Linked DNA regions of Arabidopsis thaliana: region 1 is linked to region 2. The links are chromatin contacts, called in public ChIA-PET maps. All regions are on one chromosome and are shown on one strand. The core of a region is the stretch at or near the end of the contact, and the rest is flanking DNA. Distances in the headings are between cores, read along the strand shown. Region 1 holds the start of AT2G09990 (Ribosomal protein S5 domain 2-like superfamily protein). Region 2 holds the start of AT2G09795 (a long non-coding RNA gene).

Region 1 (6,785 bases), core at 2,888-5,387, 110 kb after region 2:
AAAGTGTACATGCCAAGCGAGTGTCACTTAAATGAAAAGAATAAATTTATTAGTAAATAGTAAATAAATAATAAACATCTAAATAAGAAGGAATATGAATATAGATTGTTAGTACTGCTGATCTCTCAAATGGAAATCGATTTTCTTGGTGGACTTGTTGTTAGCGTTAAGATCTTGGATTTCAGACCGATCAACAACCTATACCATTACATCTATATAGACAAAGAGAATAAATCTATGAATATATAGACTATAGAAGAGATAATGCATGTATGGTCAAAATTAATATATAAATTTTAATATAACCGTACAAGATATTAGCGTTAGCGGACCCAGAGAGGATCACGTCAAACTTAGCAAGGGAGAGAAACAAAGCATTAGAGACGCTATCACATGGAGAGACAATGGTTTTGAAAACAAAACCAATCTTGTATTTTAAGTCAGAAATACGATACTGACCACTTGTAGGATTTAAAGTGATGGTCGTAATGATCTTCCAAACACCCTCGGTTAAGCACCTTTCAAACTTCTTGATCTGCTCTCTTCTCAAAGCAGCATACATCTTATTACCCTATAAGACAAAAATAATCATTAATAAGTGAAAATGATGCTTGACCACACTATAAGGCTGGACAAAATATAATGTTAAAACTATAATACGTACAGCTTCATCAACCAAAATCTTTTCGATAGATTCACCGGCCTTAACAGAATATTACCTCCAAACATGAAGCAATTTAGGGGCCGATTGGTAACGACTCTTAATTTTGGTTGTAAAGACTTTAACTGTAAAAATTTGAGCTGTAGAGAATTTAGTTGTAGACACTTTGGCTTTCAAAACTTTAGCTGTTAAAGTCTGATTGGCAACAGAAAGCTATATAAGCTGTAAATTTTATTATTTATTATTCTATATTAATTACAAACAAATTTGATATTTAAATATTATTTTTTTTCTAACAAACCAATAATAATTTCAAATGTAGATTGTTATCAATTATTTTCTTAGTAAGTTTCAATTTTTTTTTTTTTTGTTAGTTATTGAATGATTCTTGATCGATTATTATCACTAATAATAATAACCTTTTTTAAAAAGATAATATTTTTGAATGATTCTTTTTGGTTGAGTAGTTGTATAGTTTTAAGCAGCATTAAAATATATTTCATTAAGAACAAAAATAGCTAACAGGAAAAATATTTAATGAAATAATTGAATGACATAAATAACGACTGAATTATATATCTTATATAGAGATCTTTACATATGTATGTATGTATGTAACCATTGATTCATGCTATGTTTATTATTTATGTATATGAATTCTGAAGAATACTATTTAGACCAACAAGGATGATAAAAATAAAATGATTATTTGTTAAATGGATCTTTCATTTTTAAAAGAAAGAGAAAAAAAAAAAATTATCCAAAAAATTGTGAAACAAAATATATATAAATTTGTAGAGATTTTTTAATTATTATGGAAGAAGAAAAAAACAAGTTTTCTACGCATTTGTTTTAACAACCGTGTATTTGAGGGTTTTAAAAAAAAGGAGAAATAAAGAAGAAAAATTAAAAATGGCTTTAAAAACTTTAAAAAAAATAAAGCATAAAAAGTTTGATTGGTAGAAAAAAAAACTGTGAGGACTTTAGAATACTCTTAAAGTCCTGGAAGTCATGTGCCAATCACCCCCTTTAACCTGAATACGCCAAGCGTTTTTGTAAGGCTTAAGCGATTTCAAAGGAGTAAATGGAAGAGGATTAGCGAGCATCATTTAAAAAAAACAAAATTAGAAATGAATGTATGAGTCTAAGATGAGTGAGTAGATTGAAATGAGGGGTCCGATATTTATAAGAATAAGTGGTTAAGTAAAAAACAAATACGCAAAAGATATTATTCCTGAAAATCAAGTTTATTCCATATCACAAAATCTCATAATTATAGGAAAATGTTTAGCATTTACCGTAAAAGTGGGTATGTATATATGGAATACGTGTGGAAAATGTAAGATAATTCCAAATGAAGATCCAAATGGAATATTAGATGTGCTATAATTATGGAGAAGTGATATATTCGAATGCTGGAAACGAAGATACGCAATAAATTAAATGAAATTAATACGATTCGTTGCCTGATATATAGTCAGATAATTTTTTTGCATGAAACTACAAAATCGTACGGCTAGTAATTAATCTATTCAATGGCTAGGATTAAACGGAGAATCCGACTTTTTTAAAAAAGAATAAAAAGAACCGCGTTTTTTTTTTGGGAAATACGAAATCGAAAGGCTAAAAACAACTCAATTCAATGGCCAGGATTAAAGGCGAGTACCCAAATTTTTAATACCAGGTAAAATGATCCGCGTGTTTTCTAAGTGAAACTGCGAAAGCGAACGACTAAAAACAATTCAATTGAATGGCCAAGATTAGAAGTTATGACCCATTATTTTAAAATCTGGGTCAAAAGGATCCGCGTGTTTTGTAAGTGAAACCCCGAAATCGAACAGCTAAAAACAATTCAATTAAATGACCAAGATTAGAAGTTATGACCCATTATTTTAAAATTTGGGTCAAAAGGATCCGCGCGTTTCTAAAAAGGTTTTTTTCATGACATAAAATTTTTAACCTTATGGCAAATTTATTATTTTAGCGAAATTCATGCATACTTTATTAAACGTAATTATCAAATAATAGAGTAGATTATAATTGAATAGTATAAACATATTTTCATTTTATTTTTGTTTTTGTTTAACTAAGCTCACAGCGACACAATTCCGAATATTAGCAATTGGAGAAAGAATAAAAGACACAGAGCACCATATTATTCTTTTAGCCCAAAAATTTCCACAAGTACAAATCCGGCAAAAACACATACATAGACCAATTTTTGGTTTACTGACGAAATTTTCAGATCAGAAAACCGGATTTGATTCAAGTGGGTCCCTAAACCGTCGGTTTTAAACAATATTTTCAACGATGAGCTTTTTCAAGTCAAACTAGCGAAACAGCTATCAGACCTAGACAAAACATTAGAAACACAATCATGATGATTATCTTGATCGTCTTTAGATGGACTATTAGGCATAGATCTAAGCATTCTTGGTGAATCTAAGCTTTTTCTCAAGATCTGTCTCATCGCAGAGATCAAATGTCTTGTCAGATTCGATGGTGGGCTTGAGGATTTGAACTTATTACACTTGTTCATGTGTCTCGCCATAGCTTCTTCTTCTGTTGTTAAAAATCTTTTTGTTCTCATGACTTTGTACTTCACAGCTTCAGAACAAAATCCAGAGATCCATTTCCCTATGTAACGCTCTCTTATCATCTCTGTGTACGATTCTGTACACTCGTCGGTTAATCCGCAACAGTCACACGTCACCGAATCTAGCTCATCGCTGGATATTTGTGTCACCGGAACCGTTGAGATAATTATTACATCCGGTGTTGAAATTAACATTGTTGGATCACTAAGTACACTATCAGACATGGTTTCTTGATTTAAAACCCTGTTGAGAAAATTTCGATCAACAATCTGATTCTTACTTCAACATAAGAAACTATAAAGAAACCAAGAGGAGAAGTTTTATCAGTAGCAGAAGATGAGAAGATAACGCAATAAGCTTGTGATATATCTTCTTTGTTTTGTCTCTGTTTCTGAAACAGAGAAATGGTTTTTAAAAAGGGATTCTTAAAAGAAATTGGAATACATTTTTTTTTTTTTAACGTTCGTTTTGCCACTCTCTGTCTTCTAAATTACTTTCATCTCCGAGAAAAATTTCACAAAACAAAACCATTGCAAAAACAGAGTATTAAAAATGCTTTTTATCTTTGGCTTTTCTTGAAAACAAATAGAAAAAGTTACCGTTTCTATTTACTTCACGGAAAAAACATTAGAAGTTCATAAAAATTCACTCGAATCTCTCGTTACTTCAGAAGAGAGAAAAAAAAAAGTATTGTTTTGGAAATATATGAGGAAGAGAAAATGAGAGAAGAAGTAGTGCAGGCGAAGGAGAAGCAATGTTTGGTGTTTTATAAGAGAGACGATAGTAGTAACTAGTGACGTGGAATATTGATTTTAATTTTTTAGTTTTATTTTATTTATTGAACATTTTATCAAAACGCCGCGTATTAGAGAGGATGCCCTAGTTTAATGTCTTGGTATAAAAGCCTATATTTTGCATTTTTCATCCGACTCTCTGCGTTAGGTTTCATTTTAGCGGCAGACGAGAGAGCAAAAGCAAGGAGAAACCCTAACCATGGCGACACAACCAGCTACTGAATCTGTGCAATGCTTCGGAAGGAAGAAGACCGCAGTGGCCGTCACTCACTGCAAGCGTGGATCTGGTTTAATTAAGCTCAACGGTTGCCCAATCGAGCTTTTCCAGCCAGAGATCCTCCGATTCAAGATCTTCGAGCCGATTCTTCTCCTCGGAAAGCACCGTTTCGCAGGTGTGAACATGAGGATCCGTGTCAACGGTGGTGGTCACACATCACAGGTTTACGCCATCCGTCAGAGTATCGCGAAGGCTCTTGTTGCGTACTACCAGAAGTATGTGGATGAGCAGTCGAAGAAGGAGATTAAAGATATCTTGGTGAGGTATGATAGGACTCTGCTTGTGGCGGATCCGAGGAGGTGTGAGCCGAAGAAGTTTGGTGGTCGTGGTGCTCGTTCTCGTTACCAGAAGAGTTACCGTTAAACAAAGCTGGGTTTTTTTTTTTTCAATTTCGATTCATCTCAAGGTTTTTGGAGTTTTTGATTATGGACTTGTGAGACTCTTAGAATTTCTGTTTTATGATTTATTGGATAACTGTGATTCTCCAAGAACTTATGTCTTATATGATTTTGTCTTCATTTCGTTGCTTCTTATTTCTTGCCTGTGATGTATTGCATCTGCATAGTTGGATTGAAAGTTAGGTTCTTGGGTTTATAAGAAGGCTGTGACTTGATGTTACTTAGCCATAGCTGATCAAATATCGTCTAACAAAGTGGTCTGTTACTCTGTTATATTGGTTCGCGTAAATTTTGGTTACAGTTTGTTTCCGAGTTGGTATCTCGTAAGTCGTAACGTTTGTGTACTTATTCACTGGAAGCAAGTTGTATTGTTGTTAGTCTTTTGTTACCTCTCCTGGTACGATTTTTTTTGTTTGTGAACAAGATCAGAAACTGGGACTGTGAATTTGACCGATAATCAAAGAACCAAATAACTTTTGATCCAAAAATCGAGTAATTAATAACCGAAAAGATCTTTCTACTAAGTTTTTTCCTACTTCGACGTGATTTTTGACTTGTTGCAAAATGTTATGCTCTTTGTGCGTTCCACCACTTCCGTAGTGAAAGCTCTTGTATCCGTAAAGCAAAAAGTCAACCCTTTTGAGTTTTTGTCATGGCAATTTCTGCACATTTTTCATTGCAGCCTTGCCATGGAGACACCATGTGTTCCCAAGCTTCAGCGGGCAAGACGTCCGTAGAACCTTTCTCAGTCACCTTCTGAAGGAATTCCGGAACAAGGGAATACGCACGTTCATGGATAATGATATCGAGAGAGGCCAAATGATCAGTCCCGAGCTCATACAAGCAATCCGAGAATCTAGGTTTGCGGTTGTAGTGTTGTCGAAGACATATGCATCTTCAAAGTAGTGTTTGGATGAGTTGGTATATTCTTTATACCCAGTATCATGATTCATATAGGTAAAGAAACAGAGTTACACATAAATGCGTATACACAAAGATATGGTGTTTGTGCTGATTTTGCTCTTTACTTGTTGTTTTCAAACTTATGAAAAGAGATATATCACAGAGTGTATGAACCATAACCGTACATGTCCCAAATCCAAACAAGTCCTCTATCGAGTGTGTTTGACGCCCAACCATTTGATTAATGAGTTGATTACGCGATGGTGTCTTGTTAGCAATAGCAAATATGATCGGCCAGCCCCAAAACCATCTGATATTGAAATAGTAACGGAGCTGTTCACGGATGGCATCGAATTGTTGCTTCAGCGGATTTCCTCTCCTTCCTCCTCGGTTGCAGATCAGACAGAAGCTGCAAAAGAGCTTGCCCTCCAATCCTCGAAATTTGTCCAAGTCCGTGACTTCTTTATCAAGGAACTTTCTGATTCGATCACCAGGTTACTCACTCCGCTCTCTGTTTTGGGCGATGAGGTAGACTCGAATCCCGAGCTTCAAGAGAATATCGTCACAACATTGTTCAACATGTCGACTTTCGAGGAGAATAAAACACTACTTGCTGAAAACCATCAAGTGATCCCTGTGCTTGCAAAGTTTATGAAGCAGAAGTCAGTTGTGACAAGAAGAAACGCTACATTGACTTGAGTGTCACTTTTAGACATTGATTCTAACAAGATCATCATAGGGAACTCAGTAGCACTCAAGGCTCTGATAGATCTTATCGGGGAGTTGGATGACTTATCAGCTACTCATGAAGCTCTTTGCGCTGTTATATACCTCTGTTGTGATGAAATGGAGAACTGGAAAAAGGCAATCTCGTTGGGGTTGACTCCTTTTGCAGTCAGAAATATCAAAGCAAGAAGAAATTCGTTTGACTCGTTAGTTATCTTGGCATTGATTTCTTTACACGAACGCGTTATCCAGGAACTGGCTAATGGGTTATCTATGATCTGTTAAGTATCTTGATTCTTGAGGAACAAAAGTTGCATGGTGACTTGTGAGAACGTTGTAGTGATCGTAAGCAACATGTATGTTAAAAGCAAGAAAGGTCTATTATGAAAATCCTGGCAGAAGAGGAGAATCAACACAAGACATTTACAA
Region 2 (7,170 bases), core at 1,402-3,901:
GAACAAGTCCACATCTGAGTATCTGATTGCCAATTACGTTGACTGTGAGCGTTTCTCTGAGTCACATAAAGCATACATGGTTGCAATTACTCAGGGCGTAGAGGCAAAATCGTTTAAAAAGGCAATGGAAGACGATAGATTGAAAGGGGCAATGGGTTCATAAATTGATTCTCAGGAAAGAAATCATTCGTTGACCATAGAGGATTTGCCTAAAGGGAAAAAGGCAATAGGATGTAAATGGGTTTACAAGATCAAATACAAGTCTGATGGCACCTTGGAGAGACATAAAGCCAAACTGGTTGCTCTTGGAAACAAACAAGTTGAAGGAGTAGACTATGGATAAACTTTTGCGCCGGTAGCTAAAATGGGAACCGTGAGATTGTTCTTAGATACGGCAGTTAAGAACAAGTGGGATGTTCACCAGAAGGACGTCTACAATGTGTTTCTTCACGGCGACCTTGAAGAAGAAATTTATATGAAGCTACCATCAGGGTTTAAAGCAACCGATCCGAACAAGGTATGCAGACTTCGAAAGTCTATTTATGGATTGAAGCAGAGTCCGAGGTCCTGGTTTGCCAAATTGTCTACGGCGTTAAAAAATTTGAATTTGAGCAAAATCTCTCTGATTATTCATTGTTCACCAAGGATGCAAATGGAGAGTCACTTCACGTTTTAGTGTATGTCGACGATCTCACTTAAGGTCATGAATGATTTTAAAGATTACTTGTTGTCGTGCTTTCACATGAAGGACTTAGGCCAATTAAAATACTTCCTGGGAATTGAAGTAGCAAGAAACTCTACCGGTATGTATCTTTGTTAAAGAAAGTACGCATTGGACATTATCTCAGATGTTGGACTACTTGGTGCGAAACCTGTAGCGTTTCCTTTGGAAACAAACAATGACTTGTCATTGTCGAAGTCCGCGTTTTTAAACAACCCTGAACCTTATAGAAGATTGGTGGGTAGATTGATATACTTGGCTGTGACTCGACCCGATTTAGCGTTCTCTTTTCACTTTCTTGCTCTGTTTATGCAAAAGCCGAGAGAAGATCATTGGGGAGCAGCCTTGCGGGTGGTTCGATATTTGAAAAACAATCCTGGTCAGGGGATATTGTTACGAGCAGACACACCTTTTCAATTGTCCGGATGGTGTGATAGTGACTACGCAAGCTGCAGGCTATCAAGAAAATCCGTAACTGGATACTTCATATAGCTGGGAGGGTCACCTATCTCATGGAAGACGAAAAAGCAAAAGACAGTGAGTAGATCCTCGGAAGAAGCAGAATACCGAGCATTGGCATATTTGACTCAAGAATTGATTTGGTTAAAAACAATTCTTTCAGCGCTCGGAGTCAAACACAATCAACCGATGAATGTTCGCTGCGATAGCAAAGCCGCCATTCATATCGCAACAAACCCAGTGTTTCATGAGCGCACAAAACATGTGGAGGTCGATTGCCACTTTGTCCGAGAAGAGGTGATAACTAAAAACATTTGTCTCCTACATGTCAAGAGTGAGTCTCAGCTTGCTGATATTTTTACTAAACCATTGGGAAGACAAGAGTTTTATCGTTTTTGTTTCAAGTTGGGCATTACAGACCTCCATGCTCCAACTTGAGGGAGGGTATTAGCGAGATATGCAGGCAGTTTGGAACAAGAAGTTGTTAAGGTTGTTCCACAAGTTTTTTATAGTTGTAGATTTGATTTTATCGGATCCTCTTAAAGATTCTTTTGTAATCTATTTAAAGCATTGTAAACACTTCTCTTGAATATATCAGAAAACTGAACATATTTTCCCAGTCACGATCTCTGAATTCACAAAATAAAACTCCATTTAAGCAACTATACCCAAAATTTATAACATAACTCCTGATTCGCAAAACATTCCCAATCCCAATTCTTCAAAATACGATATAAATTGGAAAATTTGAAGTAAAAGACGCATTCAATACATACTCGTCTCCATACCAACCAACACATGCGATTCAAAACTCCCATTTAAACCCAATCACTGAGAGAAAAGTTTTAAAATTTAGAGATTACAAAAGGGTGGCCACTTAAGAGAAAAAAGTTAAGATTTAGAGAGCGTACCCAATCAAACATCCCTCCTCTGATGTTGGTGATGGCCAAATCCTTTACATTCCCTTTTCAAAACGGAAGAGGGCGCTAACAAGAGGATTGACGAACAAGCTTGAGATCGAGAATCTCCTTGACTTGAACCAATAAGATTGCAACTCCGCAGGACGAATCGAACATCAACAACAGAGAAAACCGATCTCTGTCCTTAAGAGGCTAGATCTGGGAACACGAATCAAGTGAGATAAACTCAGATCGACCCAAAGGGGATCAATAAATTGGAGCGCCATCATCCTTAAACATGAGCTAAGGAGATGTCTTGAGCTGCTGCTAATCGAGATCTCAAATCAGGAACTCTATATCCCTGCTAATCACCGCTAAAACAACAGATGATGGATTAAATAACTCCAAAGACACAAACGAAGAAGCTGCTAGGTTCAAATCCCCAACAAAGAACATAACATTGTTTAGAAGTGAAAGATTGAGAAGAGAAGAAGCGATAGAAATAGAGAGAGATTTGATAGTGTATTTCATTGATAAGCAACCCTAAATTTGAGAATCCGCTTAAGTCTCTGAGTTGCAATAGTAAACGACAACGTATTCAATGTAAAAGAGAAAGGACAAACCCTCTTTCTCAATTAGAGGTTTACTAATACTTCAAACGAATTTTCATAAGTTCGTTTTCAGTACAAGAAGAATCTTTTTCATTGCACAAAAAAAAGAAGAATCTTCTTCTTGCTTCATGTATATATTCTAAAGTAGCCACAAAGATTTAGAACATTTTATTGTCTATTATTGTTTCGCCCAAATTTTAGTTCTGACAATTTAATAGGGAGATGAAAAAAAATTAGATGCCAATTAAAATTTTTATGATTTAATTTTTAAGTTGAGCACAAAGTTAAAACTTTAGAATTTATAATATAGGGTTTTGGATTTAAAATCAGAAATTTGGAATTAGAATTCTAATTTTAAATATAATAATTGAATTTTTTTTAGGGATTTCAATTTATAAGTATAAAACGAATTAAAAAAACAATGGTAAAGTAAATATGTAAATAAATATAAATGTTTCTTTTATGTATATATAATGATTATGTTTTGGTTTATGAATTAATTTCTGTGATTCAGTGCTTAATCAAACCCGAGCCATGTTTGTAGTAGGTGACGGTCGTTGCCGTCTTCTTCGTTCCAAAATGTTGGACACACTCTTTCGCCGGTTGAGTCGCCATTGTTAGGATTTTATGATTTCCGTGCTTTTTCTGCAGCCAAGGAGATTATATGAGTAGAGAAAAAAAACATAATGCGTTAAGCTTTTATAGGTCAACGTGATGATGGACTGACTTTGAAGGCCCATAAATTAGGGTAACTATGACCTGTTACAATGTTTATGGGTACATAACTTAGATTAACCGACTACATCTTCTAATAAACCAACGGGTTTCGTCAATTTCGAAGATTCGCAAAAAACGGATGTATGTGGTCAACCACTAGATTTAGATTTCAAAGATGTGTTTTTTTTGTACCATTTTCGCTAGGAACTTGTAAGTATGCGAGCTAAACGACAACTTATGGTTAAAATGATCGGTTATATCTTTCATGTTTTTTGATCAAATGAGTTTCTAATTTTGTTACCAAAAATTTTGGTTTTTGATTGATATTCGGTTTATATGCGGTTAAATCGGATTGATTGCTGACAACCAAAAATAAATCAGATCGGTTAGATTTAATATAATTAACAAACAAACAAAAAAACAAAATAGGCCATTTGTGAAACAAAACCCAAATAAAAATTGGGCATTTTTTAATACAACTCAAACAAAGTTGGGCCTTTTTGCTTAGAGAAACAAAATCAAGGCCTCTTAATTTTTATTTATTTATTTATTTCAGATCTACATATATGTGTGTACCTTCTTCTTTGCGAGACATGTTAATAAAGTGAGGCTTACAGTTCCAGGGTAAAAAGTTTTAGAAATGTTCCGGGCAGCTTCAGCGATTCGATTTACATTTGTTGTGGTATTTAAAATTGATTTTGGTTTGGTTTACATTGGTTTAGAGAATGAAAACAGAAAAACAAAAAACTTGTGCGATGTGTTTTTGAGAGAGAAGTGCGTCGATTGAAAAAGGCATGATTTCGAAAGGGGTACACCCATAGAATTGCTCTAACTCGCTCAACGCGCACTTGGTGAGAGGGGGTGTGAAATAGAGCCTTCTGATTGGGTGAAAAAATCTAAGAAATTGAAATAGTAGACATGTTGCTAGCTCCTCTTCTATGTTATTTAAAAAGTCAATTTTAAAGTTTGCATTCAAATGGTTCTCATAATATAAATACATATATATATTTATATATATGTATATGTTTTAAAGAGTTTATCTACACTATTAAAATAAGAAACATTTAAAGAGTTAATGATATTTTTCGTTGCAAAATTGATAATATAATTTTATTAAAAACATTATTATTTTTATTATGAATTTAGTTTAGTTGCTAATAATTTTATATTTACATAATATATAAAGGAAAAAACAAATAAGATCTTGTATCTCTAAACATATTTCGATTTGAAAAAAAAAAAATATTGGATAGAATGTATGTCGCATATTTGTTTTGGCTATGTACTTAATCTGTTATAGTTTGTAAATGAGAAAATATCGGAATATATTTATAACATAATTATTATTACTTAGTTTTTATTATTAAAATATTTTGTATTTTTCAATTAATGGCATTTGATTTATGTTGATTGTTTTTTGTTTTATCTATAATAAATTGAAAAATACAAAATAGTTCGATTTATATTCGAAATAAATATATTGATGCTGAATATTTAGTTATTTAATATTTGATGTTTTGTTTAGTAGACAAATCATAGTAAAAATAGTGACGAAGCAAATCTCGGAATATATTGGATCATTTAATCAGGTTATTTGTTTTTGCAAAAAATTAATAAAGGATCCAAATCAAAAATATTTATTTAGTTGTATTAGTTGTTAATTTATCAGGTTATTTATTTATTTGTCAAAGATATCCTCACAGTTGTAGTTCACAAAATGTTTTTCAGTTAATAGTATAGATTTTGTGATAAAGAATCATTAGAGAGATAAGCATGGCCCTATCTTCAATGATTTTTGTTCATACATGTCTTTTCAATATGATAAATATCTTAAGAATCTCCCTTTTAATTATCTAACTAGGTCACCCGTGGGCATCTGTTACATCTCAATTCTGTGTATTTCACAAAGAATCTACTATATTTTCTTTATCTGTAAACATGTTGTATATTTAGTCTTGTCAAACCATATTTTGTTTAGTAAATATAGTTTTCTTGGTTTGCAGTATAAAAAATATATGTCTACAGTTGGTATGTACGTTTTGGAACGTAATTGTATATTTAGTATATGTAGGTGTACACATAGTATTTGTACAGTTTCGTGTATGTCATTAACATGTAAGCTAATTATAAAATTTGATAATTTAATACTTGGAAAATGTCTTTCTTCAAACTTCAAACTCATAATTAAAAAAAAAAAAGAATATTAATAAACTTCTCCACTAGTATTAAAAAAAGCTTGCATTAAGAAAATGGGAAAACGAAAAGCTTTTTAATAATTATTCCAACCTGCAAATTTAAAAACGACTAAATTAGCATGTTATATAATTTTGCAAAATGATATTTATTTTATAATAATCAAACTAAATAAATCCTGTAGAAATAATCTACTAAAGGTTTTGAAATATTTCTTTGAAAACAACATTTGCTGTTTCTTTCTTCTGTATTCCTTACCTTCTGTAATAAGAACCTTCAGCCCTGCCTTTGATTTCACTCTAGACATAGCGACATACAACTGTCCATGTGAGAAAACAGGCTTCGACAAATATATGCCAACATTGGCTAATGACTGGCCTTGGCTCTTATTGATCGTCACTGCAAATGTAACAGATAAAGGAAACTGCCTTCGTCGCATTTTAATGGGCAATCTACGATCCAAAGGAATTAGGGGCATCCTGGGAATAAGGACCGGTTTACCAACTCTAGTACCTTCTAATATACGTCCTTGCACCGGTTTATCTCCAAGTCTGATGACATAGCTCAAATTGCCTTAAGCTTACTCCCTCAAATAAGAGATCGTCGTTAGCACTTAAGGGTCGAATTCCACTGATCTCTCGATGTTCAAACAATAGACTTATGGTGTTATTAAATAAGCTAGACAAAGTAATTGAATGTAAAAGACAAATAAGCAAGTAAACGAAGTGTAGATTTAAGTGATTAAAGCGTCAGGTCTAAGGAATTATCTCGGGAGATAGATAAAGTGTAGATCTAGCTAATATAAGGATTGTTATCGCACTGTTCTCGAACTCAAACTATGATTCTAAAGTAACCGGTGGTGTTCCGCAAAACTCTCTATACTTAGAGCTAAGATAACTGAAGAAGCCGAGAAATCCTATACTCAAAACATACGAAAAAGATTAGAAAGACTCTAAAAACCATTCTGAAACTATGTTAGAAATCAATAAAAAAACCAGGACATATCAACTTCCCCAGAGTAAGCCTTTGCTTGCCCTCAAGTGATAACACTGTATTTTACTCATTTTTGGTGTGTGTTTATCATCATTTAGCTTTGCATTTGCTCATTGTATCATATCATTTTGCACCATTTTAGCTTATTTTGCACACTTAGGCATTTAGGATCATCTTGCATACATATTGCATGTTTTGGTGTGTTTTAAGGTGCAGAAGGAGCTTAAAAGCATTCTACTCAATCCATTCACTCGATCCAGGCAGCCATAGAGGAGGCAGCAATTCACTCGACCCTCTTACTCGATCAAGGCAACCTCAGAAGAAGCAGCAGATCAATCTACTCGCCCCTTCTACTCGATCCTCTATTCGACTCATTTACTCGACCAAGGGTTACCAACTCTACAAGACTTGTTGATCTATCAAAGCGTCTTCTTATCATCCTCATTCCCTACTCAACCAGACATTTGAGCATACGGATAGGAGAGGAAGAAGCATCTACTCGACCAATTGATCACTCGGAGCATAGACTCAAAGGCGCAAACTTTGCAGCACCCTCTTTACTCGATCCCCAAGATCG

What was found. ChIA-PET counts read pairs in DNA pulled down with a chosen protein or histone mark.
Region 1: a contact with region 2 is called in an H3K4me3 ChIA-PET map of shoot, with 5 times the contacts expected there. The contact joins the promoter of AT2G09990 here to the promoter of AT2G09795 in region 2. A contact is called at or near these places in 8 of 26 Hi-C or Micro-C datasets (callus, cotyledon, leaf and 2 more), 2 of 2 datasets of contacts at active chromatin or transcription factors (seedling and shoot) and 1 of 3 other capture datasets (seedling).

What each region holds. Positions count from the first base shown.
Region 1 is chr2:3,777,191-3,783,975 of TAIR10.1, forward strand. AT2G09990 (Ribosomal protein S5 domain 2-like superfamily protein) reads left to right here and starts at 4,138. Exons shown (of 1, transcript NM_126785.2): 1 at 4,138-5,145. The coding sequence starts at 4,252. The coding sequence ends at 4,692. It overlaps AT2G09970 (DUF1677 family protein (DUF1677)), which reads right to left and starts at 3,501. Exons shown (of 1, transcript NM_126784.1): 1 at 2,802-3,501. The coding sequence starts at 3,482. The coding sequence ends at 2,982. It also overlaps the pseudogene AT2G09960, the pseudogene AT2G09992 and the pseudogene AT2G09994.
Region 2 is chr2:3,670,115-3,677,284 of TAIR10.1, forward strand. AT2G09795 (a long non-coding RNA gene) reads right to left here and starts at 2,652. Exons shown (of 2, transcript NR_140605.1): 1 at 2,092-2,652; 2 at 1-2,011. It also overlaps the pseudogene AT2G09800 and the pseudogene AT2G09810.